Regions from separate parts of the Mus musculus genome. Here regions 1, 2, 3, 4, 6 and 7 are each linked to region 5. Evidence: chromatin contacts called from public Hi-C, HiChIP or PLAC-seq and promoter capture Hi-C data. All regions are on one chromosome and are shown on one strand. The core of a region is the stretch at or near the end of the contact, and the rest is flanking DNA. Distances in the headings are between cores, read along the strand shown. Region 1 holds the start of Rasgrp1 (RAS guanyl releasing protein 1). Region 2 has its middle 130 kb from the start of Gm32137. Region 3 has its middle 27 kb from the start of Gm32020. Region 4 holds the start of Fam98b (family with sequence similarity 98, member B). Region 5 holds the start of Thbs1 (thrombospondin 1). Region 6 has its middle 110 kb from the start of Gm32210. Region 7 holds the start of Inafm2 (InaF motif containing 2).

Region 1 (3,002 bases), core at 186-2,685, 770 kb before region 5:
TAAATAAAACAAAATAACAACAATAACAGCAAAAACAAAAGCTTGAAAGAAACCCAGTAACTTCAAGATGTTTTCTCAGCCCTGCAGTAGTTAGCGTCTGCCTTCCCCACCCCACAGAGCCTGGGGAGAGGTTTCGAAGTATGAACCGATTTGGGGGACTTAGTCTCCAGGCACAGTTATCCACAGGGCAAAGGAGGAAACAGAGGAGGGCCGGGACATCTCATAGTTGTTTATAAGAAAAGGCAGCTTTCACAGGGCCATTTCTGCTGAGTGTAGCTTCCAGTCCTGCCCCACACCGCCAATAATGCAGAGTTAATTCAATGGACTAACCCATTATAGTGTAGCGCAAGGTAAGGTTGAGAACACTCAGGGGATGATATGGCCCAACAGGGAATTTTAATGGGCATAGTTACAGATCAGGCATGGTGCCGTCATATCGGAGTCCACGTGAATGGCGTTGTGAAGGACACAACGTTCTCGGCCCTAACAAAGGCTAAGTGGTGTCCAGGCAGTTACGGGGTCCTGGTGTTTTGAGGACAAACACTAAATTTCTTGACATCCCTCCAACCCCCACCCCAGGCTCCTTATTGCTGCCCAAGAGATAGACTGTTCATAGCCATTCTTCCTTCACCTTCCGTCTCCCAAACATCTCTGTAGAGTATAAGGGGAGGGGTGTAGACTCATAGACCATTGATTTGGAAACTTCTTTTTCCTCAAAGGGCAGCCAAGCACTGCCACCTCCGCTTGCAGCCATTGCCGCCAGTCGCTCCTGAAAGGCCAGGAGAGTCCGCAAGGTGGCGCTGTCCTAGACCCGCGCCCGCAGCGGGTGCCAAGGGCACGGAAAGTGTGCGAGTGGGAGTTCCCGGGGGGTGCCCAGACCGAGAGCATCCAGGGAGGTCGACTGTTGTGGGCGCTGGGTAGGTGAAAGGTTTGGCTGGGCTCAGACCACTCCAGATCTGCCCAGGTGACCTGTGGCCTCGCCACCCCAGCAACCCCAACTCTTTCTTCCCGACCTGGTGTGCTGGACTCTGAGGTTGTCTGTATCACGCCTATCTTGACCTGGCTCCCAGGTCCCCGATCATGGTCTACCCCTGTAGGCAACTCTCCTCCGAGGGAGGCGCCCTGGTCGTCTAGTCCCTCCTGGTACCCACTGGAGAGGACCACAGGGCACACCGCTCAGCTATCCTTCCCCAGTAGAGGTGCAGCGCTCTCCGAGGAGACGCAGCTACTCACCGCGGAGCCTCTCTCGCCTTGCCCAGGGTTCCCATGGTCGCGGCTCTCTGCGCCCCTGGAGCCGTCTCACCTAGAGCGGTGGGATCGGCTCGGCCGGGCGCCGCGCATCCCTCGGCCGCCGCTGGCCCTCGCAGCCCGGAGCCGACCACTCTTGGAGCCCGGCGAGCCGACCCAGGCTCACCCGCAGGCACAAAGTTTGTGCGAGCGCGCTCCCTACGCTCGCTCCCGCGCGCGCACACACTCTCTCGCACCAACCACCTGACAGGCGTTGATGTTATCATCAGGCTGGAGGAAACGTGGGGCGCCCTCAGTTCTTCTTCGAATCCTGCCCCCATTACTTGGTAGCGCCCCGAGGAGTTGCGCCGCCCTAGCGTCTCCCTTCATCCCCGCCTGCCATTCATCTCTCCCAGCCCAAGAGTTAGGTCCGAGGGGTGCAGAGTGAGTTGCCCCGAAATTGACAAAGCTAGAGCCTTGCGAAGAGTTGCCTCCACCCAAGGCTACGAGTCCCCTAGGGGGGTGGGGGTGGGGGCTCTGCTGAGACCCTTTCCCGGATGGCAGGACTGTCTTGTATGTATCAGTGAGGGTACACAGTCGGGTCTGGGCAAGGAAGGCAGAACCCCCCTAAACTACTACGCACTTAGTTCTCTTTGGCATATTTAAAAAAAGAGAAGACTTAGCTGTGTGCACTGCACTACGGAGGAGGCGGTGGGTGTGGAGGTGAGCTGTCAGGTTAGAGGCTGCTGCTTGGGAGTTTGTGGGTGTGGTAGACCAAGAGAGCCAAGTGGGAGTGGAAGGCTAGGGGAGGGGCTTTCTTGCAATGTCAGCGTGCCAGCAGACCTGGCCAAGAGGGGAGACCTACCTGCTACTTGTCTGGAACATGGCCACGGTAATACCAACAGCTAATGCTGATCCAGTGCTGTTTCCTACATGTTACCTCGTTAAGCCACCCCTCCAAACGCAAAGAGGGCACTGCGTAAGATTTAGAGAACACCAGGCTCTCACAGCCAGTAAACCGAAAAGAGAGGTGGCCCAGACTGAGCTCTGCCTGGCGTCTCTAAGTCCCTGCTGGACTGGCCTAATAACACCCTCGTTATTGCTATCACATCCCGTGATCTTCCCAGCCACAACGTTCTGGACTTTAAGACCTCCTTCTGCTATAACGCGTGCATTTCCTCATGTTTATGTGCAATGTTGTCCTAGAAAAGAATTCAGGATCACTTACAAGAATACACAACCTACAAAAATAAGTATGAGAAACAACAGCAACAAAACAAGGCCGATAAAATGGGGCCAGAAGTGGAGAGCAGTCTAAAATTACATACCAATGTATGCTTACACATTTGGAAAACAGAATCTACTACACACTTGCTTCAAAGGGGTCAGCCAAGCCCAAGAGGAAGGTCTACATAGTTCAGTTCCTTACATATGAAAGACACCCCCACCCCCACCCCCCAAAAAAGGAAGAAAACAAAAAGAAACAGAAAAAAAATGTTTAAAAGATCCGAGGTTCTTGTCACAGAGCCTGAAAAGACGTTTCTCCTGAGGATACTCCCGAGCATTAGTGATGTCACCTCGGGGTCATGCAGGATGAGGGCAGAACAGATACAGGCAAACATAGAGATGAAGACGGTATGCAGGGTGGCGTCACTGGGAGCAGTTTTGGATGAGGTGAGAGCCCCCCTTACTTTTCCCAAAATGATGGAATACTTGTGATAGATCCAGATAGTACTCACCTGAGACCTCCCGTGAGCTTCACCTACTCCTCCCTC
Region 2 (3,391 bases), core at 886-3,385, 540 kb before region 5:
GCTCTGAATCAGTAACTTCTAGTTCCAGTTTAGAATTTCCATGGAGGAGAATAAAATTGCATTTCCACATTTTGAAATAAATAACAAATCTTTCATATTCATCTTATACCCTTACCAGCCAGGTGATGGTGACAGAGCAATGTACAAGGATGGAAAGTTCTTGTTCTCATGGTGATCATTGGTGGGAGGTCCAAGAAGAAGAAGAAGAAGAAGAAGAAAGAAGAAAGAAGAAGAGGAAGAGGAAGAGAAGGAGGAGGAGGAGGAGGGGGAGGGGGGAGGAGGAGGAGGAGGAAGAAGAAGAGGAAGAGGAAGAGGAAGAAGAAGAAGAAGAAGAAGAAGAAGAAGAAGAAGAAGAAGAAGAAGAAGAAGAAGAAGTTATATTTGTTGAACATTACTGTATGAATGATGAATGTTCTCTGCTCAGGTAATTCTATGTAGGACATGGAAACACAGGTAACCTTGAGATGTGCCTATAGATGGGAAAAGGCTTAAAATGAAGTCCTGGGCATGCATAGGAACCAGGACACTGACATCCTTTGGTGTTATTAGAAGAGGTCTACAGGAGCAACTGGAGTTCCAACTAGTAACTGCTGCTCAGAGTGGGAATATAAAAACAACAATTTAGGGAACTGGAATCTGGCTAGGATATTAAGGCAGATTTATGTCTGAACAAAGTAAGACACGGATCTGTACTAGGTAACTACAACTCTAATACTAAATGCACAGCAAGCACCTTGCAAATCCATTGCACACAATCAATAAATACTGGCTGAGTGAAGGAAAAATAATAGTAAAATCTATAGCACAAGTGAAATGGTCTTGCATGAGGACCACTTTGATGTCCTCTCCCAAGAACCAGAGTTTCCCCTAGGCTCTGAAGACTGTGCTCTGAAGAAGCCAGATGCTGCCTTTGTAGACATGGTCAAAATTTTCAGGATGGCTAGTCTTCACTGGATGACATTTGGACTTCTGATCAGCTGCCCACTGTTACTTCCCTACTAGATACAGCTCAGTACCCGAGGGACTTGGGACAATGAGAATGGAGGTTGGGACTCTGGAAGCCATTTCTAATACCATCTTCTCCTCTGCTTCCATGTTTGTAAAACCACCTGGGTGAGCTCGAGAATTTCTGTAGAGCATTTCTGGAGCAACTTTACTTTATCAAAGTAGTCACTAACTCCTTATCGCCAAGAAATTTTGTCAGTTTTGGTAATCAAAATGATGAAATATTTATATATTTTGTATATATTTTATATGAAGCATGATACATGGACTACTATACAGTTTGGTATGTTAATTCAATAAAACAACATATATTGCCTACATAATGAATCATGTATAATCCTATATACTATACATATGATATCAGAATATGTTATATATTTTGGCCTATCAAAAGCATACATTTGTACACAGGTTCATATACATAATTGCATACATTAGATTAGTGTTTGCTTCTGGCCCTGCAGAGAGCTATCAGGGATGACACCCTAAGTAACAGAGTTCATAGCACAGCTCTGGAGCCAGGGCATAAACCATGTGATTTCTAATATTGCCTATGCCACCCTCTTGCTGTGGGCAGCACTGGGTAAGTGTTAAATAAAGGACTCAGAAAGCAGGCTGAACAGAGAGCACAATACCCAAATCTGGCTAGGTCATGGAAACTAGCAACCTCCAGAGCTCTTAACCATGTAGGAAGAACAGCAGAGATGGGGGTGAAGGGAACACCATCCCACATAGCCACTGCTACATCAGGACATAGTAAGTTAATACAGATGCCCAACTAGACTTTGCACCAATCCCAGGCTGCAATCTCTGTATGTAATGTCCTCACATGGTCCTGGGAGCTATAGGTTGTCCCTGCTTTGCTGATGACAAAGTCAAGGCTCAGCAAGATCAGGTTATTTATGGAAGACACATGCCCACACAGGATCTGCACTCTTTCTAACAGAGGAACTGAGTAAATAGGGCCATCTAGCTGGCAAGCGGAGGCTGCCAATGATGCTCAGGCTCACCCCAAAGACAGACCCCTGCTGCTCTTTCTTCTCCAGGGCCTTATTTCTGCTGACAGTAAGAATGCTACTGGAATCGTATCTATCAGGCTTGTTTCTGAGCAGGACGTCTGTCCTTGCCCTTAAGTGAGCCCAGCTGCCAGAGTACACTGGTGGGATTATGTTACCAGCCAGGAGTAGCCAGCTGCCTACTGTTATCTACATGAAGGAATGCTGTTTTGCTATTTCCCCCTGACTGATACTGAAATTGAGACAGGGAAGAACTCCAAGCACAACAGATCATGCAGCGGGGAAGAGGTACCTTCATGGGCTCACACTGTGAACTCGCCGAGAACACACTGAAATCATTATTCTGACAGATCCGGGAATATTTTCCAGTCCAAAGTCAGTGGCCACATGCACTGGGCACACACCTTGGTGAGGCTGAGTTGGCTTCTTCCATAGAGAGGGCCCACAGCAGGAGTCTGAGGGATACTCCCACTGAGGAGGCAGAGCCCTTTGTCCCACAGCAGAATCCTTAGAACAGATGGAGACAAGGACTCTGAGCTGGAGCCTTTAATGACATACTCCCAAGAAGCCGCCTATACATGAGTGTTTTGACCGAAACCAGAGAACACATGTTGTACCTTCACTCCAGGGTTCAGACCACCGTGGGCTCAGGGCCTGGATAGAGCATTTTCATCATGATGAGCATATGAGGTTAAGGAGTTGTCTTTTAGGGTATTTGTGTTAGGCAACCAGGACAGCAAGTCAAAATGAAATATGCCTTCTGTGGTTCCCTCCCTCCTATAGAATCTACTCTGTAATGAGTGAGCCATGGAAGAGGGCTGCTCAATGTTTTTTCAGTGTAGTAAAGCTTTGCTTTAGAAAATCAGAGGGTCTTAGACAAATGAGCCATTCCACTGAGTTCAGCCTTGTATTAGTTCGTTTTATGTCAGCTTAACACAAGCTAAAGACACTGGAGAGAAGAGAGCCTTAAATAAGAAAACATTTTCATAGGATCAGGCTGTAGGCAGCAAGTCTGTAGGGTATTTCCTCAATTCACAATTCCTGAGGGAGAGCCCAGCCCATTGTAGGTGGGGCCAGTCCTGGGTTGGTGGCCCTGGGTTCCATAAGAAACAAAAGCGGGCTGAGTAGGGCCATGTGGAGCAAGTCAGTAGGAAGCATCCCTCCATGGCCTCTGCATCAGTTTCTGCCTCTAGGTTCTTTCTCTGTTTGAGTTCCTGTCCTGACTTCCTTTAGTGATGAGCCAAATGTGGCTGTGGAAGCCAAATAAACCCTTTCCTCCCCAACTTGTTTTTGGTGATGGTGTTTTATCACAGCAATAGAAAGCCCAATACAAGCCTCATGCATTCTTGCTGAAAAAAAAGGGGTTGGTT
Region 3 (3,209 bases), core at 279-2,778, 720 kb before region 5:
TTTACTCTGACTCCTTCCTCATCACTGTAAGATTAGAATTCTATATTCGTTTGCATCTGAGATGCATAGCAGCCTGATGTCCCTCAAGTAGTGTCCCCTTCTGTGTTTGAAAGTCCCCTCCCTATTAAACCCTGTACTTTGCTGGCTAGTTTTTGTTTCTGTTTCTTTGCACTTTGTTGCTCTTTTCTGGGGTCTCCTGTGTGATCAGTGGGTTAACCTTGAATTGTTTTCTTGATATTTTTAAGTCAAATCTCCCTATCTGTGATTTGGAGATATTCCTAGCATGGGGCAAGTATTTAGTCTGTTGATCCATGTGAAGCGCTTAGCATCAGCCCTGGGAGGCTCAACAGACCTCCTCATCCTCACTCTGTTTCTAAACCTCAAGTCTTTCAGCCCTGACTCTTTTGCCCCACCGCTGCTTATGACCCAGCCAGGCCAGGGAGGAGGGAACACATGGCTGATTGAAACTCCTCTGATTCCACATTCTGATTTGAGCTGCTATTCTTAGCCTCCTTCACACCAAATGTTTTTCCTGGTACTGCAGAGAGGCACTCGAAAGTTCAGGCTAAAGTTAGAAAGCCGAATCTGTGTCTCCAGAAGTCCACCCACTCGCCATCTCTGGAAGCAGCTCTTTGGGGCTGACACTGGGACTTCAAGGGTTATCTGCACTGTGCTGTCTTTATCAGCTTTTGCCAGAGATGCACTCCTAGCATCCAGTCTCTGCAGTGGTAGGGTCCATAACGAAGCGTGGATCAGAGTTAGTTCACCTCCTCTGCTGCCCTTAGCTCAGGGACTACCTGTGCAGACGCTTGAATGCCTTGATTTCAAACTCATTTTCTCCAAAGGAAGCAGGCAGCTTGCCATCCACATTGAAGCCTCTGGAACACTTCCCTTCACCAACTTTTGTTGCCTGCCAAATGTCAATGCCCCTGGAAGCCCGGGTTCCTTTAGAGGGTTCACGGGGAACTCTGCTTGTCCTTAGTTCTTACTTTCCTGGCCTCAAAAGGAAGTACTTCCCTGGCCTCAAAAGGAAGTAACTGTTGTCACAAGGAACACTTCCCTTCCCTTGGAGTGGGAGAAAACCAGCTATGCCTTGTCTGACTTCAGATTTCAGAATTGATCTTTCTCATCCACATGTGCACATCTGGAGCAATGACTATTGCATTCCTTGGAGAGCCCCAATTGCTAGACGCACAAGGCAGCAGAAGGGAGCAAGGGTTTTGGTCCCCTTGCTGTAACTCAGGTTCTTTTGGTGAGTGACAACGAGGCTAGTTTTGCCATTTCACTCGGGATGTGGGAGGCCCAGAAAATACCACTGCCAGGACTCAGTGCTCTGAAGGTGCCAAGCACTGTGATGAATAAAACCCTTTCTGGGCTTGTGTGTTCACGCATTGCGGAGGATGCCTGAGGGTGGAAGGAGTAAAGAGAGTGGAATAATGTTTCCTAGGCCCCAAAGCTACTGTCCAGGGAGAGAAAAGAGATTCAAACCAAACCCATGGCATATGGAAGCACTGCTTGGAAAGTTAGCCCACGCTGTTCTGGGGATGAGATCTGAGTCACACAGATACACAGGGCTGTTCTCCCAGTAGCCCTTTGTGCAGCCCCTTGGCAAAGATGTCTCTTCTGTTCTTACGTGTAAATAGCCGTAAGGGATTCCACAGCCAACCCCTGGCAAACCGGGGCGGGTGGTGGTGGTGGTAGTGGTGGTGGTGAGGGGGAATATGAACTTTAGGCAAGAGACCTCAGCCTGGAGGGTTGTTTTTTTCTTTTTCATGACTATTCCCACTGGAAAAAAGTCTGTCTGCTGAAATGCAAACCGATGTTATTTTCTGTTTCGCTTCCCACGGGTAGGAAATGAGTCCAGAGAAGCTGCCATTTGCAACTAGAGTGTGCATATGGTACTCGTCTTGGGACTACTGTGGATCCAAAGAAAGTTTTTATTCTTATTTCTGTTCAGCTACTTAGTTTTCTTGTAGCATGAATTAAGACATTGAAAAAGTGGCAATGGTGTTGATTTTAAAATGCTGTAGTCCCCGCTACATAGTGTTCAAGTCTGATTCAGGTGTACCAGTCAGAGATTTCTCTTCTCTTCTCTTCTCTTCTCTTCTCTTCTCTTCTCTTCTCTTCTCTTCTCTTCTCTTCTCTTCTCTCCTCTCCTCTCCTCTCCTCTCCTCTCCTCTCCTCTCCTCTCCTCTCCTCTCCTCTCCTCTCCTCTCCTCTCCTCTCCTCTCCCCTCCCCTCCCCTCCCCTCCCCTCCCCTCCCCTCCCCTCCCCTCCCCTCCCCTCCTATCCCTCCTCCCCTCCTATCCCTCCTCCCCTCTCCTGTCTCCCTTTCTTTCCTTGTGAGACAGGATCTCAATATGTAGCCCTGGCTTGCCTGGACCTTCCAGGTAGAGCCTCGAACACACAGAGGTCTTCCTGTGTTTGCCTCCTTAGTGCTGGAGTCAAAGGCATACATCACCATGCCCATCCCTAAAGCTTGTTTTACTGTAGAATTGAAGGCCCAGCCACATAAAGATGCAGAATCACCAGCTCCTCTGTGGGTGCACAAAGAATGAGAAGCATCATTTTATAGAACACGAACCCTGAAGAGTAGTGTGTGTGGCTCATGTGGGTGTTAGAGTGGTTGTGTAATGCTGGCTGCGTGGTAGGATCACCTGGGGACATTAGAACACAGAGAGACATGGGGCCCGTTGCTGCAGGTTCTGGATTATTGTTCTGGGTGGGTCTGTGTGTGGGAAGTTTCTTAGTGATTCTATTGGGTGTCACTGATCAGCACCACTGCCCGAGGGAGAAGCACAGCCTAGATGTGGAGCAGTGACTATGGTCATCATGACATGGGCCTTCCTGAGAATGAGGGCACCATTTTCTCCACTGGACTCTCTGTTAGGCTGGCACAGATACAGACCAGGCTTGAGAAAAGACAATTGGGCGAATGTAAGAACTTCAATTCAGCTCTATAGAGATAGATTGCTTTTGAGAAAGCATTGATAGGGGAGCCACTGGACTATGATTGAAACATTGACAGAACTGAAGCTTGAACAATGACATAAAACTAGGAGGTCCAACTGAACATATTTGAAAGCTGTATCCAATGTCTGTATTTTTAACTACTGGGGTACTGTTAAGGGCTTCGAGCTGATGGTCTAATTGTATATCCTAAGGAGGGATAGTGGAAACTAGTTGGTAGATAAAGATATGACTAGGTC
Region 4 (2,957 bases), core at 19-2,518, 860 kb before region 5:
AGTTCAAGGTATGGTGGCACACACCTTTAATCTGGGCTACACCTTCTGATGGAGACCATTTAAGGACATTGAAAGAAGGGAGTCTCACTTTCTCTCCTTCGCGCCTGCTTGCCATGTGGGACTGAGCAACTGCTAGGTCCTTGGACTTCCATTCACAGCTGTTACTGACCATTGTTGGGAGTTGGACTGTAGACTGTAAGTCATCAATAAATTCCTTTACTATATAGAGACTACCCATAAGTTCTGTGACTCAAGAGAACCCTGACTAATACACCTTCCCCTTCCTTCTCTCCCTCTTCCTCTCCTTCCATCTTTCTTTCTTTCTTTCTTTCTCTCTCCCTCCCTCCCTCCCTCCCTCCCTCCCTCCCTCCCTCCCTCCTCTCTCTCTCTCTCTCTCTCTCTCTCTCTCTCTCTCTTTCTTTCTTTCTTTCTTTCTTTCTTTCTTTCTTTCTTCTTTTGCTGTTTGTTTTGTGAGCCAGTGTCTTACTTTGTAGCTCTGGCTGGCCTGGAGCTCACTGTATAGACTAACCTGGCCTTGAACTCAGGAGAAACATTGACTCCTGGGTGCTGGGATTAAAGGCATGTTGTGGCCTTGCTTTTATTTCTTATGGATGTTTCTACTGCATCTGGAGCTGTACCTTTTGTTGCTAATACATTCATAAATGACCAGCAACACAATACAAAATCTTGAATATGTATTTGAAGTGGTTCTGCAGATAGATGAACACAACAACTCACTTATTTGGTTCTATATTCATAATGAAATGATACCCTAGATCTCTTCTTATTAGAGCACTGGCACATGTATTGGCTCAATGGACTTATGTATATAGACATCCTGTTACTTTTTAGCTGGAGATCATTATAGTTTCCTTTTGGGATTTTTGTTATAAAAAGCAAGATGTATGTGTGTGGGGGCGACTGGAAAGTTGGCTCATTGGTTAAGAATGTGGCTGCTCTTTCAGAGGGCTTGATCTGTTGCCCTCTGCTGGTTTCCGGAGCATCTACACACACCTGACACACACCATAAACAAAAATTAAAAAATCTAAGGTGGGGTAGTATTCAACACCTACAGTAGAATCATGATAGTAAAAGATAGTGACTTCACATGGATAAGATCTAACACAAAGATGCTTATTTATTTTTTAAAAGTCTATTGTTGCAAACATGGCTTTTACGTTGCACCAAGCAGGGACTCCTCCACGGTTGCCACGGCTACAAGTCCCGGAACCTTGGCGTGCTGACGCTGGTTTCCGGCGGGATTTTTAGTGACGAACAGCTTTGGACCAAGCGACCATGAGAGGGCCAGAGCTCGGGCCCGAAACCAGCATGGAAGGGGACGTTCTGGACACCTTGGAGGCGCTGGGGTGAGTGTTCTCGTGGACAACTTCTCAGAGGAGAGGACGCTGGCCCTGCGCGTGGCCGCTGTGGCACGGGCGTGCGCTTCTCCCCGGAGCAGGCCTTGTGTACCGGGCGGTGCGCAGGCCTCTGCGCTCCGGGTAGCCGGGACCCTGGGAGCCGGCGGGAACGAGCGGCTGCAGCGAGAGGCCTGGCTGTGCCGGCCGTTTTCCCTCTTTCATTACATTCAGCCTGCAGCCGGCTCCTCCCGGGCCTCGGGGGGGTGGGGGGGGGAGCCCTTTGTATGGACGTAGATCCTGCTCCCGCCGCACCGCAGTTGCGTCTGGACTGTTGTGTCGCGCATGCTGCTCAAATCGGTGGCTTACTCAGGGCTGGGGGAGGACTCACTCCCGCTTCTTAGACTGAAGACTCTTAGTTAAGTGTGAACCCCTGCATTTAACCTTCTCCATTCCTTAAAGCACGTTTGTGTGGTAGGCAGGGAGAAACGACAGTTTTCAGAACGTCGTTACCACTTTAGGTGTTAAGAGGAACCCCGGGGTGGCGGTGATGAGGCGATCTGGACAAGCAGTGTTACTCCCCTCCATCCTGGTGTTCTTCCCAGCGCTTGCTCTTTTTACCTGTTTGTCACATGAACTTCACCCAGAGTTTGAGAAACTTGTCAACTTTCTTCACTGATGGACTCCTCCTGGCAACATACTAGAGTGGGGCCTGTCACAGCGATTGAAGAAAAAGTTCAGAGGAGGGTGTGTACTTGTGAGCAAAGGTCCAAACGGTTGAGGGTTAATAAACGGATCCTTTCCCCAACGTTGGCGCCATCTGCACAGACGTTTACCTCCTTAAGGTGGTTTCATTTTAGGGTAACTGCTCCTAAAGAAGTTTGAAACTATCATGCCTGGTTCCCTTATTTTCGTTCCCTCAAACTATTTTGTTCTTTTTTTTTCTAGCAAGTGTTAACTTTTGTTGCACCCTGATAATGCATACTTTGCTGCTACTCAGCATAACAGAACCTTGAATTTACTTGATCTTGAATAAAATGTTTGTTAAATAAAAAAACAGAACCAGCACGACAACATCAGGGCTATTTGTATTTCTATGAAATTTTCTTAACCCTGCAGGGGAAATATAACTAATACGAAGTTAAAATACCTTGGTGTGCGTAGGCTCCAGCTTGGATCCCAGACATTTACAATTTTTGGGATCTTGTAGCCATTTATGAAGTGCGAAGACAGTGGTTTTATTCTTCTTTGATTCCTGAAACATATTGTTTCTACCATAGCATTTAAGAAAGTGAAATTTGCTCTAATGTTGACATTTACTGAGAGACATTTGTTTCACATTATTCAATATGAGAGTTAAAACTGTTGCATACTTCAGAATCAGTGTTCCTGGAATGGCCAAAGACAAGATTTTGAAGTTTGAAAACCCCCCTCTATGATAACGAAATGTGGGAAATGTTACTGATTATGTATGTTGTAATTGATCACTGTCTTTTCGGATCTTCATGTGGATTTCGAGTAGTAATGTATTTTTTTATTGTGATTAAACCACGTAGTTTATCAATGAAAGTGCTTTAGGTTGTCATGTAAAGTAAAAAATG
Region 5 (2,924 bases), core at 358-2,857:
TCAGATTCAGTGGCTGAGTCAGGGCCTGTGACTTCAAGGGCAGGAATCTAACTTGACTAATCAACCAGTAGAAACTTTTACTGCTGGCTCTGAGTATCTGAAGTCTAATAAACAAACACATCTTGGGAACGTACTTATCTACAAGAGGCACTGGCTGTGTAGCTGTGTACCCGGAGTAACTAGGAAACACTCTGTAAGCCCCTCCTTGCGTGTACGCACACATACCACGCACACTCACACACCTTGTCACCGAACACTCCCTCCCACACAAGGAAAGTGAAATTGCTGTGTGATGAGCATAAAGTCCTGGGTGTTTCCAAGGTTTGGGAGTCCAGCCAGGTGTAACTGATAAGGGGAGGGAGCCCCAGCTGTCCCTCAGCCGGCCCCGCCCTGATTCTGCCAAGATCCTTATTTGGTGATGCTTTTACCTGGATCCCTGGACTCAGAGCCAAGCCTGCTCACGCAGGGCCACAGCTGGAGAAGCATCGCCGCCGCTGACGTCCCTTCCCAAAGAGATGAATGGAATTCCAGGCAGCTGGAGTCATCTTGGCTCCGGACCGATGGCATTGAGACCAGACTTCAGAGACAAAGGATCAGGCAGCAGTCTACTGATGGAAAAGTGTATACCCACAGAAATGTAAACCACACCTCGGTTTTGGGAGCCGAAAAAATGAAAAAAAAACTGTTTAGGGAGAAAGATGGGAAATAAAATAATAGGTAGAGAGTAATTTATAACTCTACGGGTCCGTTCTGTAAATAGTGTAAGATCCTGGAGCCAGATGGTTCAGCAAATTCTCCTATCGGGAGTCACGTTAAGAAACACGAGTGGGCACAAAATTGTTTTTCAAGACACAATTTCAATTTTGCCTTGAGGGAGCGGGATATAAATTCGCTTCCTTAAAATGCCGCTAAAAACTCTCCGAAAGGATCCCCTAAATCAGAATACATATACCGCCCCCAAGCGGCCATCTGAGGAAGCAAAGTAGAACTGGGGAAAAAACTCTCGACTTGGACAGTGAGTCGGAAGGCGACCTCCGTGCACGGTCCTGCTGGCCCTGTGCAACACCGTGCTGACACCCTTAGTGAGTCAGACGGAAGGCAGGCGTGCGGGACAGGAGTGAAGCGCAAAGTATAGATGACATGGGATCCCCCACCCACCAGGATTGACTCAGGAGGCAGCTTCCTTTAAGGGGTCCAACCTTTTGCCCTCTTTTATTTTTAAACCAGACTGTCTCGATCCCCAAGCGTCTCTGTCATGGAATTATTCAAGGAGATGTGCTTTAATGAAAGCCTCCCTAAAGGGTCTTAGGTGGTCCCCAAAGAAGCATCGCGTCTGGGGACTCTCATGCAGAACGTCTCCAGTTCACATGGCGCAAGATCCTAAGCGCTAAAGGCTGAGTACGCCAAGGCTGCGTGGGCGGAGACCTATTTTTCTGACAAGTTCCAGGGCTCCTGTGCGGGATCGGAGTCTCCCCCTTCACTTTCAGCCCGAGAGCTGTGCGCCAAGCAGCAGGGGGCGGAGAAATGAACCCGTCCGTCCCCGTCCCCCGCCCCCGCCCCCGAGAACCCTCCCCCCTCCCTGCTTCCTGCCTCTTTAAAAGGTCCTGGGCTCCTCAGTCAAGCCAGCCACTGCCTGGAGTCAGCCAGCCTCATCGGACTTCTGCAGGCAATCGCGAAGCTGCTATCCAGTTCTGCCACGGTCTCTCCCGGCGCACCGGCAGTCTCAGCGTCTTCACCGGACTCAGCGTCCTTGTCCTTCACTTCACCTTTGCCACCTCTCCGGGTTACTGAGCCCCGGTGCACACAGGTAAACCTCCCGCCTCTGCGGAGCACCTGGCCGGCCACCTCAAAGCCCCAGGCTGCAGATGATCAGCGCTACTCCTCATCTCCTACTCTTCCCCTTCTGGTTTTCCTAACTCCTTTATCCTGCCCCGTCTATCCCCTGGAAAGAACTTTCCGGAGCTGGTTCTCTTCAGCCTTCGGGTTCACAAACTATACCTCCAAGACACCCCAAGATTTTCTCCCCAGTAGTCTCCAGGTTACCCCTGACTGTCGCCATCCAAAATACATTCTGTAATCTTGTCTAAAGGGGCGGGGGGGAGGGGACGGACCCAAGTCACTTTATACCCTTTATCCTGGAACTCCAACAATCCCCCTGCCTCTGGCGCTCTTTTTATACTGGATACCGTTTGGAAAGTAAACCCTTCTTTTTCAGCACATATGGGGCAAAAGAAGAAACACACACACACACACACACACACACACACACACACACACACACACACCTCTGCCCTTCCACCTTGCTTCCTGGTCTCTGACTCTGGCCTCCTGTGCTTCTTGCTACAGGCTCCGTGTTGGGCACAAAGGCTCCACCATGGAGCTCCTGCGGGGACTAGGTGTCCTGTTCCTGTTGCATATGTGTGGAAGCAACCGCATTCCAGGTGAGTTTGTGATATATTCATTTTCCTCCCCCTTCTCCTCTCTCTCTCTCTCTCTCTCTCTCTCTCTCTCTCTCTCTCTCTCTCTCGATAGCTCCTGTGTTTCCTTGGAGTCCTTATCTCCTGATAAGGATGCAGCTTCCCTCGCTCAGCTTTCCATAATTGCCATTATTGTCACGAGTTCCCACCTTGGCTCCTCACAGCCAGAACTTTACCCCCTTATACCTAGCCTAGAAAGCCGATTGTCTTCTCTCTCCTTACAGAGTCTGGGGGAGATAACGGTGTGTTTGACATCTTTGAACTCATTGGAGGTGCACGAAGGGGCCCCGGTCGCCGACTGGTGAAGGGCCAAGATCTATCCAGCCCCGCCTTCCGCATTGAGAATGCCAACCTGATCCCCGCTGTGCCGGATGACAAGTTCCAAGACCTACTGGACGCTGTGTGGGCCGACAAAGGCTTCATCTTCCTGGCTTCCTTGAGGCAGAT
Region 6 (3,089 bases), core at 101-2,600, 510 kb before region 5:
TGTATAAAACAGCTAGTGACAGGGGAGTTCCATATACACCTCCCAACCGATCCCCTCACATCTTCAAGAAATGGGAAAAAGGAGAAGAAACTGACATATTGTAAACTTGGAGAGACAGAAGTATCCTTCTCTGGCTGGTGTGAGATGGGATGACATCTGCTTCTATGCCCCAGCAGTTAGGAGACCAAGCTTCAGAGGAAAGTCCATTCTGCAGTAGACATTTTGGTCCTTTTTTTCTTTACTGTCTGAGGCTCTGCCTTTTGAAGATGAGACCTAGGAACCCTGGACAGCTTTTCTCACTAGTGTGACCATAGCCTTTGTTATTTTACAAGTATCAGACACACTGGGTTCATGACCTCCCTACTTCTCTAAACCGATTTAAAGTGACAAATCTCTTCAACAAACTTGATCAAATGGGATGCTGGATTTAAATCCTAAGCTAGTTGGAAATTATGAAATTTTTCATAGAAAATTATTACTGTTAAGAAATATTTCAGTCCAGTGGTCCATGAGGCAGTGCAGCCCCACCTTCATCACCTTAGATAAGAAGCAAAAGGGAGAAGATTTGCTATTCCTGGCTGTAGGGCCATGAGCTATTCCAAGAATGCTATGGTCATCCTTGTTTTGAAATGGTACTCAACAGATGCTATTCTTGGCCTATGAATCTGCCCTATTGCTGTGTGGTATAGCTTGTCTGGTGACCTAAAAACACAAGAATCTTGAGAATACTTTCAACTAATTTGTCTTGGCTTTGTAGTTCCCTGAAAATGTCAAAGCTTATCTCTGCTAATGTGCTAGCAGTGTATTCTGGTACCAAAGTCAGCATATGGGATTAGATAGCCCAGCATTAGAATTCAAGTCCCAAGCTGTTAACTCTACTGACTCAGGCAAGTTCTTCCAACATCTTATATGCTGGCTTTGGTAAAATGGGCATTCAAACAATACCTTCTTTATAAAGCTTTAGAGAATTTACAAATATCCAGTTAACAGAGGTTCAATGTAAAAGAAGAACCACATTGAAAGGTTAGTGTTCAAGTATCCTTGAGGATTAATGAAATTGTGTTGCTACATTCCACTTGAATCAAATAAAGCAAAAAGATGATTCAGGGTTGGGGCTGAGCAGAAAGGAGTAATTAAATTCTTTCATTTGGAAAAAATACATATTTTTCAGTTAAAAAAATTTCATGGACTCAATTGAAAGAGTCAATGTAAGACAACTTAACCGAATGTCTGTTCCTTCAGGTTGAACAGTGGGGGATGCCATACAGAGCTCCTCTGTGTCCAGGTTGGGTAATGGCCATATGATACTCCCAGACATACCTTCCCAAGCCACAAAACACATGGCAATGCCAAATACAGAGTGTGTATATTTCTTTTTCCTGTTATTACACATTCCTCAGTGACTCAAATGTAGACTGAGTGTTTGAATAACTTAGGGTTGGGAACTGAATCTAGTGAGACAAACTTCCAGGGAATCTCTTAATAAATGAAATGAGAACAAGGAGAGAGGAGAGGGAGGAGGGGAAGGGGGAAAGAGGGAGGAGGGTGGACAAAGAGTAGAGACAGGGCAAGAAAGAGGTGTCACAGTCATGGATTTTCTCTTCCTTGACTAGCAATTTTGGAAATAGACTCTGGGTAAGCATTTCCTGTGACAGTTCACTTTGTAGAGCAGGTGTGGCTATCCTGGGGATGGATGTGGGTCTGCACACATTGTGAGCTATTGAACATATGGCTTAGACTCACCCAAGAGGTTAAAACATTTGGGAACATTGTTTCAGAAAACTATTGATTATATTGATGTTAGTTGTGTGAGAAAATGTTATATATTATAGAAACATGACTTGATTATATTTTTACTAAAATCCTTATAGAAATAGTAGAATGTCACTGGAATTTTTGATGACAGAATCATTATAATTAAGTGGGGAGAAAGTAGAGAAGGGAACTCTGAAATTGGTGGAGGTATGAAATCCACACAGATGACAGTCTGGAAAGTAAAGAGGTCAGGGTGGCCTCTTTTTGTCTTATTAACAGTCTCTTGCTTTTTTATTTTGATTTTTGTGGTTTTGTGTGTTTCTTTTTGATGTTTCCACTTGTTTATTAAGAAGGAAAAACAAAACATTGAATGGGTAAGAGGTAGGAGGACCTGGGAGGAAAAAATAAGACCAAAAATATATTGTGTGACTTTTTTTCAGTGAGAGAGACAGAGAGAGGGGAGAGGAAGAGGGGGAGAGAGAGAGGAGAGGAGGAGAGAGATATGGAAAGAGTGAAAGAGCTTTAGAACAGAAATCAGGAGACACAGAAACAAGGCTGGAAAACAACAGTAAGCTTGTGCAGGGCTGAGTGTGGATTCTAGGAGTAAAAGGGGGAGTTGAACAAGGTGTGGGGGTGGTCCTGCATAGGGACTTTTCCTGGTTAAAGTCCTCTTTTAAAAATTATATCCCAGGCTGGAGAGATGACTTAGTGCTGAATAGTACTGGCTGTCCTTGTGGAAGAGCAGGGTTAAATTCCCAGTACCCACATGGTGGCTCACTAACATCTGTAATTCCAGTTCCAAGCAATCTGATGTTCTCTTCTGGCTCTGTAGGTACCAAGTAGAAAAACGATGTTCACAGACACATCTGCAGGCAAACTGCCCATACAGTTAATTTAAGAACAAAAATGAAAAAAAAATCATATCTACTGAAGTTGTACAACATGATGCTTTGATATGCATAGTGAAATGATTATGATAGTCAAAAAATTATCGTCTTTTGTTTTATACCATTCAGTTCTTGAGATAAGACCACCTAGCACTTTTTTGTCATCCAACGTAATACACACAGATGTCTGGATATGTTATTCTTTGTCTCTGCACATCTGTACCCTCTGGGTCGTTTCCCCCATTTCTTCCTCCTCCCAAGCCCCCGTAACCAATGTAATGGTGTTACAGCTGTATTCCAATGTAATCATTTTTTTCCTCTTCCATGTCTTGGCTATTGTGCACAATCTTCAAGGAACATGAGAGAATGGGGCATTGACTCCATATCCTTTGCATAAGCACTTTTCCCATTTTTAATATCCTAAGATTGAGCTAATCATGATATTTG
Region 7 (3,348 bases), core at 10-2,509, 630 kb after region 5:
GTAGCGCTTCCATGGGATGGAAAATTTGGGGAAGGGCTTGGATAAGGAAAGTCAAAGTCAAAGGAAAGGGAGAAGTGGAAAGGGCAGAGGGAGTCCTGCCCAAGAGGTTAGAAGTCAGTGGGGCCCTCGCAGAGGCCACGCCCCACCCCAACTACATCAGGACCACAGACCTTTCTCCTACTCAGACTCATAGTTCTCTAATCCACTGAGACATCCAGGCTGCTCACAAAGACAGTTTTGGGAACACAGGGAGAGTCAAGCAAGAGGCACCCAGAAATCAATCGCGGTGAATTACAAAGAGGAAATAGGGATGAAACAAGCAAAGGGGAAGAGGGTGAAAGTATAGAAAGGGTGGTACTAAGAGTCCCTGCGTGCAGAGGGGTGGCCGGCATCCAAAGGGCCCTAAGAGCAAAAAGGCTGAAGCCTGGAAGGAACAAGCCTCAATGGGAAAAGACAGTTCTCTACATCCTGGGGTTGAAGAGAATCAAAGAATGAAAACGCTGGGAGATGTCCTCCACCAGTTCAGTGCAGCCCCTTGGGTACAATTCGAGACCAGTCCTGAAAGTCAGAAGACCAGAAAGTAGGACCTGAGACCTGTTGTGGGATTTGAGATTATGCTGGCAGGTCAGCCTAAGAAACAAACTCAACCTTTGGCTCTTGTCCCTGTGGCTCACAGTAGTCTGACTCAAGGGTCCTAAGAGGACCCAATCAGGCAAGATTCGAGTGGTCTCGGAGTCCAGACCAACAGAAAAAAGGAAGCGAGACTGACTGCGGTGTGCGGGCGCCAGGTTCCCAGACCCGAACCAGGCTCTTTGGGGTGAAGGGATCTGGGACACTATCCCCTCACTATTCTAGAGCTACCCGAGAGCACAAGCTTAGTGTTAGCTCCACTTCGGAGACCCGGTGTAGGTGGGCCTGGTTAGTTCTCCCACCTACCATCTCCTAGCCTGGGCCATGTGAGGAGACGCCTGAGTTGACAGCTTTCTACGGAGCCTGCCCCTCCCTGCCACCTCCCGGTTCCGCACTCCCTCCCGCAAAGTGCCTTTCCCCCTTTAAAGAAGCTCCTGTCGCCCCTTTAAGGCCCAGCCTCCCTTAACTCTCTCTTAACTGGGCGTCCCCCACGGGGCCCACGATTCCCCGCCGCAGCCGCCTCCCAGCGCGGCACTTCCGGGCCCCTACATCGCCCTTTTAAGGGGCAGCCCCCCGGCAGCGCGCGGCCCCGCCCCCTGCACCGGCGCGCCCCGCGGGGGAGCCGGGCTAGAGCCGGAGCGCGCGGTCCGCGCGGCCACTGGAGACCAGGCGGCCGGCGGCCGGGCAGGCGGCGGCAGCGGCAGCGGATGGGGACGCGGAGTCGGGCGGCTGTGGCTGTGGCGGCGGCCGGGAAGCAGCTGGCGGGCCGGCGGCGGCGGCGGCGCTGGCGGCGGTGACGGGCCCAGGCCCCGGCGGCGGCAGCGACGCGGTGGCGGGCTGCGGGCGGGCGGCGTGAGGAGCAGCGGCGGAGCGCGGGGCCGCCGGGAAGCCAGGGCGCCGAGACGCCCCCTGCCCAGTCCTCGCAGGCCGCCAGGCCCCCTCCAGCCGGGGCCGTGGAGCACCGGGGCAAAGGCCGGGGCCCCCCCATGAAGGAGCGCGACGCGGCCCCGGCCGAGCGGGGCAAGCCGGCCACCTACACCGGGGACAAGAAGGCGAAGATGGCGGCCAAGACCAACAAGAAGTGGGTCCGGCTAGCCACGGTGTTCGCCTACGTGCTCTCCGTGTCGCTGGCCGCCATCGTACTGGCCGTCTACTACAGTCTCATCTGGCAGCCGGTGGGTGCCGGGACCTCGGGGGGAGCCGTCGGCCCGCCCCCCAGCGGCTCCAACACCACCGGCCCGTCTGGGACTTCGGGGGTGGCGGCGGGGCCCAACACCACCGGGTCGTCCCGCCGCGAGGCGCCACGCGACGCACCCCCGCTGCAGGCGGCGAGGCCGGCGCCCCCGGAGCCCGCTGCAGACAGCCCCCTGGCTGGGCCGCTCGAACGGCCGCGGGGGCTGGACGAGGACGAAGAGGAAGCGGCCGAAGAGCCCCGGAGTCGTTGAATCTCTCCGCGTTGGGGACGGTCGGGAATCATCGTCCCCTAAGCCCCCAAGCAGGACTTTGCAGCAGGACCGGCTCCGGAGCCCGCCGGAGTGACCCCTACGCGAGCGTACGCCCCCACACACCTCAGCGATCGCCAGTTTGCCCCGGGAGCCGGTAATGCACAACCGGATCTTCAGCCAAGGGACCACGATTCGCCGGGGACTCGGGGTTTGATCTTCCCAGCACCGTGCTGCGCCAGGGCCCTGAGCCATAAGGGGAACTGGGGGGGAGGGTGGAGAGAGCCTAGCACCCAGCCCTTCAGCGCTGCTAGCTCTGGTGTTTCCTAAACGCAGGGGGTGACTCGGGCGCCCCCTCCCCAAGACTCAGGGGAAGGTAGGGAGTTGTGTAGGGGCTCTTTTTTTTTTTTTTTTTTAAATAAGCCGAGGCTCTCCCAAAGAAGAGAGCACCAAAAGTAGCGGAGCTCAGGTACGTCAACCTAGTTGCAGTGGCCAGACATGCGTTTAATTTATAGATCCCTGTATATAGTTGTTGACATATGCACTAGACGCTATAATCACATAGAACTCTATGTATCTCCCCACAGCCTGGGTAGCTACTGAATGGTGGGGTCCAGCAAGGGCTATTTGCTGGCCTTCAAACTGCACTTAGCCAGAAGGGCACAAACACAAGCTTTTTTTTTTTTTTCTTTTCCATCACCCACTCTTTCACCTGTTCCCTTCCTGTTTCAGAAAGATAAGTTCCTGACGTTCTTGCACAAGAGTATAATCATTCTTAGACCCCTACCATGGCCGTGGAAAAACCTTAGCAATAGAGACTGTTTAGGGAGGGTGGGGAATGTGCTGACCCCCTCCGGTTCTCATCCTAGTGCTCCCACCAAAGTGGCTTCCTGTTGTAGCCTGAGTCTCTGGATCCATGCCAGGGGCGATGGCAAGAAAGAGTAGAGCTGCTGTGTTTAGATCAGTCCCTTCCCTCACAGAATTCCTTTAGGAAGAGCAAGCCTTTTTAAGTACAGTGATTGGCAAGTGTTTTCTCTCATTCCTTTTCCGGCTCCTCAACTATCTTACCGGTTCCAGATCTTGTCTTATTTCATTTCTTGCCCTTCTAGATCTTGTCTTACTCGTGTTTGCATTTCCTAGTTTTTGAGCCTAACACAGCAGCTTGCCGTTAGAACCAAATCAGTTGCAAAACCAGAGCTTTGATGTGGTTCTGAGTTGCTTTATAGGGTGAGAAAGAGCAGAAGGTAGAATTCAAGTTCAGGAGTGTGCCTGGCTA

What was found. Promoter capture Hi-C pulls out the DNA fragments that hold promoters and counts their contacts. HiChIP or PLAC-seq counts read pairs in DNA pulled down with a chosen protein or histone mark. Hi-C and Micro-C count contacts between places; a contact is called where the count stands out from the background.
Region 1: an H3K4me3 HiChIP or PLAC-seq map of stem cell-derived neural progenitor cells shows a contact between it and region 5, with 5 times the contacts expected there. The contact joins the promoter of Rasgrp1 here to the promoter of Thbs1 in region 5. A contact is called at or near these places in 2 of 39 promoter capture datasets (embryonic stem cells and liver), 6 of 484 Hi-C or Micro-C datasets (embryonic fibroblasts, embryonic stem cells, palatal mesenchyme and 1 more) and 5 of 115 datasets of contacts at active chromatin or transcription factors (embryonic forebrain, embryonic stem cells, forebrain and 2 more).
Region 2: a contact with region 5 is called in a Hi-C map of Sertoli cells, with 3 times the contacts expected there. The contact joins the enhancer-like site here to the promoter of Thbs1 in region 5. A contact is called at or near these places in 3 of 39 promoter capture datasets (the C10 cell line and embryonic stem cells), 1 of 15 datasets of contacts at CTCF or cohesin (large pre-B cells), 2 of 484 Hi-C or Micro-C datasets (Sertoli cells and uterus) and 12 of 115 datasets of contacts at active chromatin or transcription factors (cardiomyocytes, craniofacial prominence, differentiating embryonic stem cells and 9 more).
Region 3: a promoter capture Hi-C map of hippocampal neurons shows a contact between it and region 5, with 2.4 times the contacts expected there. The contact joins the enhancer-like site here to the promoter of Thbs1 in region 5. A contact is called at or near these places in 3 of 39 promoter capture datasets (embryonic stem cells, hippocampal neurons and stem cell-derived epiblast-like cells) and 1 of 9 other capture datasets (embryonic stem cells).
Region 4: a contact with region 5 is called in a CTCF HiChIP or PLAC-seq map of the NIH/3T3 cell line, with 9 read pairs. The contact joins the promoter of Fam98b here to the promoter of Thbs1 in region 5. A contact is called at or near these places in 7 of 39 promoter capture datasets (the 3T3-L1 cell line, frontonasal cranial neural crest, hippocampal neurons and 3 more), 3 of 15 datasets of contacts at CTCF or cohesin (the NIH/3T3 cell line and large pre-B cells), 9 of 484 Hi-C or Micro-C datasets (adipose-derived mesenchymal stem cells, cerebellar granule neurons, cerebellum and 6 more) and 7 of 115 datasets of contacts at active chromatin or transcription factors (the NIH/3T3 cell line, embryonic forebrain, embryonic stem cells and 3 more).
Region 6: an H3K27ac HiChIP or PLAC-seq map of embryonic fibroblasts shows a contact between it and region 5, with 9 times the contacts expected there. The contact joins the enhancer-like site here to the promoter of Thbs1 in region 5. A contact is called at or near these places in 2 of 39 promoter capture datasets (embryonic stem cells and hematopoietic stem and progenitor cells), 1 of 15 datasets of contacts at CTCF or cohesin (the NIH/3T3 cell line), 2 of 484 Hi-C or Micro-C datasets (embryonic fibroblasts and uterus), 16 of 115 datasets of contacts at active chromatin or transcription factors (the NIH/3T3 cell line, bone marrow-derived macrophages, craniofacial prominence and 12 more) and 1 of 9 other capture datasets (embryonic stem cells).
Region 7: a contact with region 5 is called in a Hi-C map of embryonic stem cells, with 7 times the contacts expected there. The contact joins the promoter of Inafm2 here to the promoter of Thbs1 in region 5.

The regions. Positions count from the first base shown.
Region 1 is chr2:117,341,442-117,344,443 of GRCm38.p6, forward strand. Rasgrp1 (RAS guanyl releasing protein 1) reads right to left here and starts at 1,436. Exons shown (of 17, transcript NM_011246.3): 1 at 1,234-1,436. The coding sequence starts at 1,268.
Region 2 is chr2:117,569,011-117,572,401 of GRCm38.p6, forward strand. No RefSeq gene overlaps it. Among named protein-coding and RNA genes, the nearest start is that of Gm32137, 130 kb to the left of the region's middle. Within about 2 kb of position 2,136, at least 18 of the 459 cell types and tissues checked have an H3K27ac peak or open chromatin away from gene starts, as enhancers often do. A contact at or near this core is called in Sertoli cells, where this site is marked.
Region 3 is chr2:117,385,698-117,388,906 of GRCm38.p6, forward strand. No RefSeq gene overlaps it. Among named protein-coding and RNA genes, the nearest start is that of Gm32020, 27 kb to the left of the region's middle. Within about 2 kb of position 1,529, at least 29 of the 459 cell types and tissues checked have an H3K27ac peak or open chromatin away from gene starts, as enhancers often do. A contact at or near this core is called in hippocampal neurons, where this site is marked.
Region 4 is chr2:117,248,471-117,251,427 of GRCm38.p6, forward strand. Fam98b (family with sequence similarity 98, member B) reads left to right here and starts at 1,269. Exons shown (of 8, transcript NM_026620.3): 1 at 1,269-1,368. The coding sequence starts at 1,298.
Region 5 is chr2:118,110,269-118,113,192 of GRCm38.p6, forward strand. It overlaps Thbs1 (thrombospondin 1), which reads left to right and starts at 1,608. Exons shown (of 22, transcript NM_011580.4): 1 at 1,608-1,807; 2 at 2,347-2,441; 3 at 2,702-2,924. The coding sequence starts at 2,375. It overlaps Gm13986 (predicted gene 13986), which reads right to left and starts at 934. Exons shown (of 10, transcript NR_126479.1): 1 at 429-934.
Region 6 is chr2:117,597,136-117,600,224 of GRCm38.p6, forward strand. No RefSeq gene overlaps it. Among named protein-coding and RNA genes, the nearest start is that of Gm32210, 110 kb to the right of the region's middle. Within about 2 kb of position 1,351, at least 19 of the 459 cell types and tissues checked have an H3K27ac peak or open chromatin away from gene starts, as enhancers often do. A contact at or near this core is called in embryonic fibroblasts, where this site is marked.
Region 7 is chr2:118,744,499-118,747,846 of GRCm38.p6, forward strand. Inafm2 (InaF motif containing 2) reads left to right here and starts at 1,260. Exons shown (of 1, transcript NM_001301269.1): 1 at 1,260-3,348. The coding sequence starts at 1,617. The coding sequence ends at 2,075.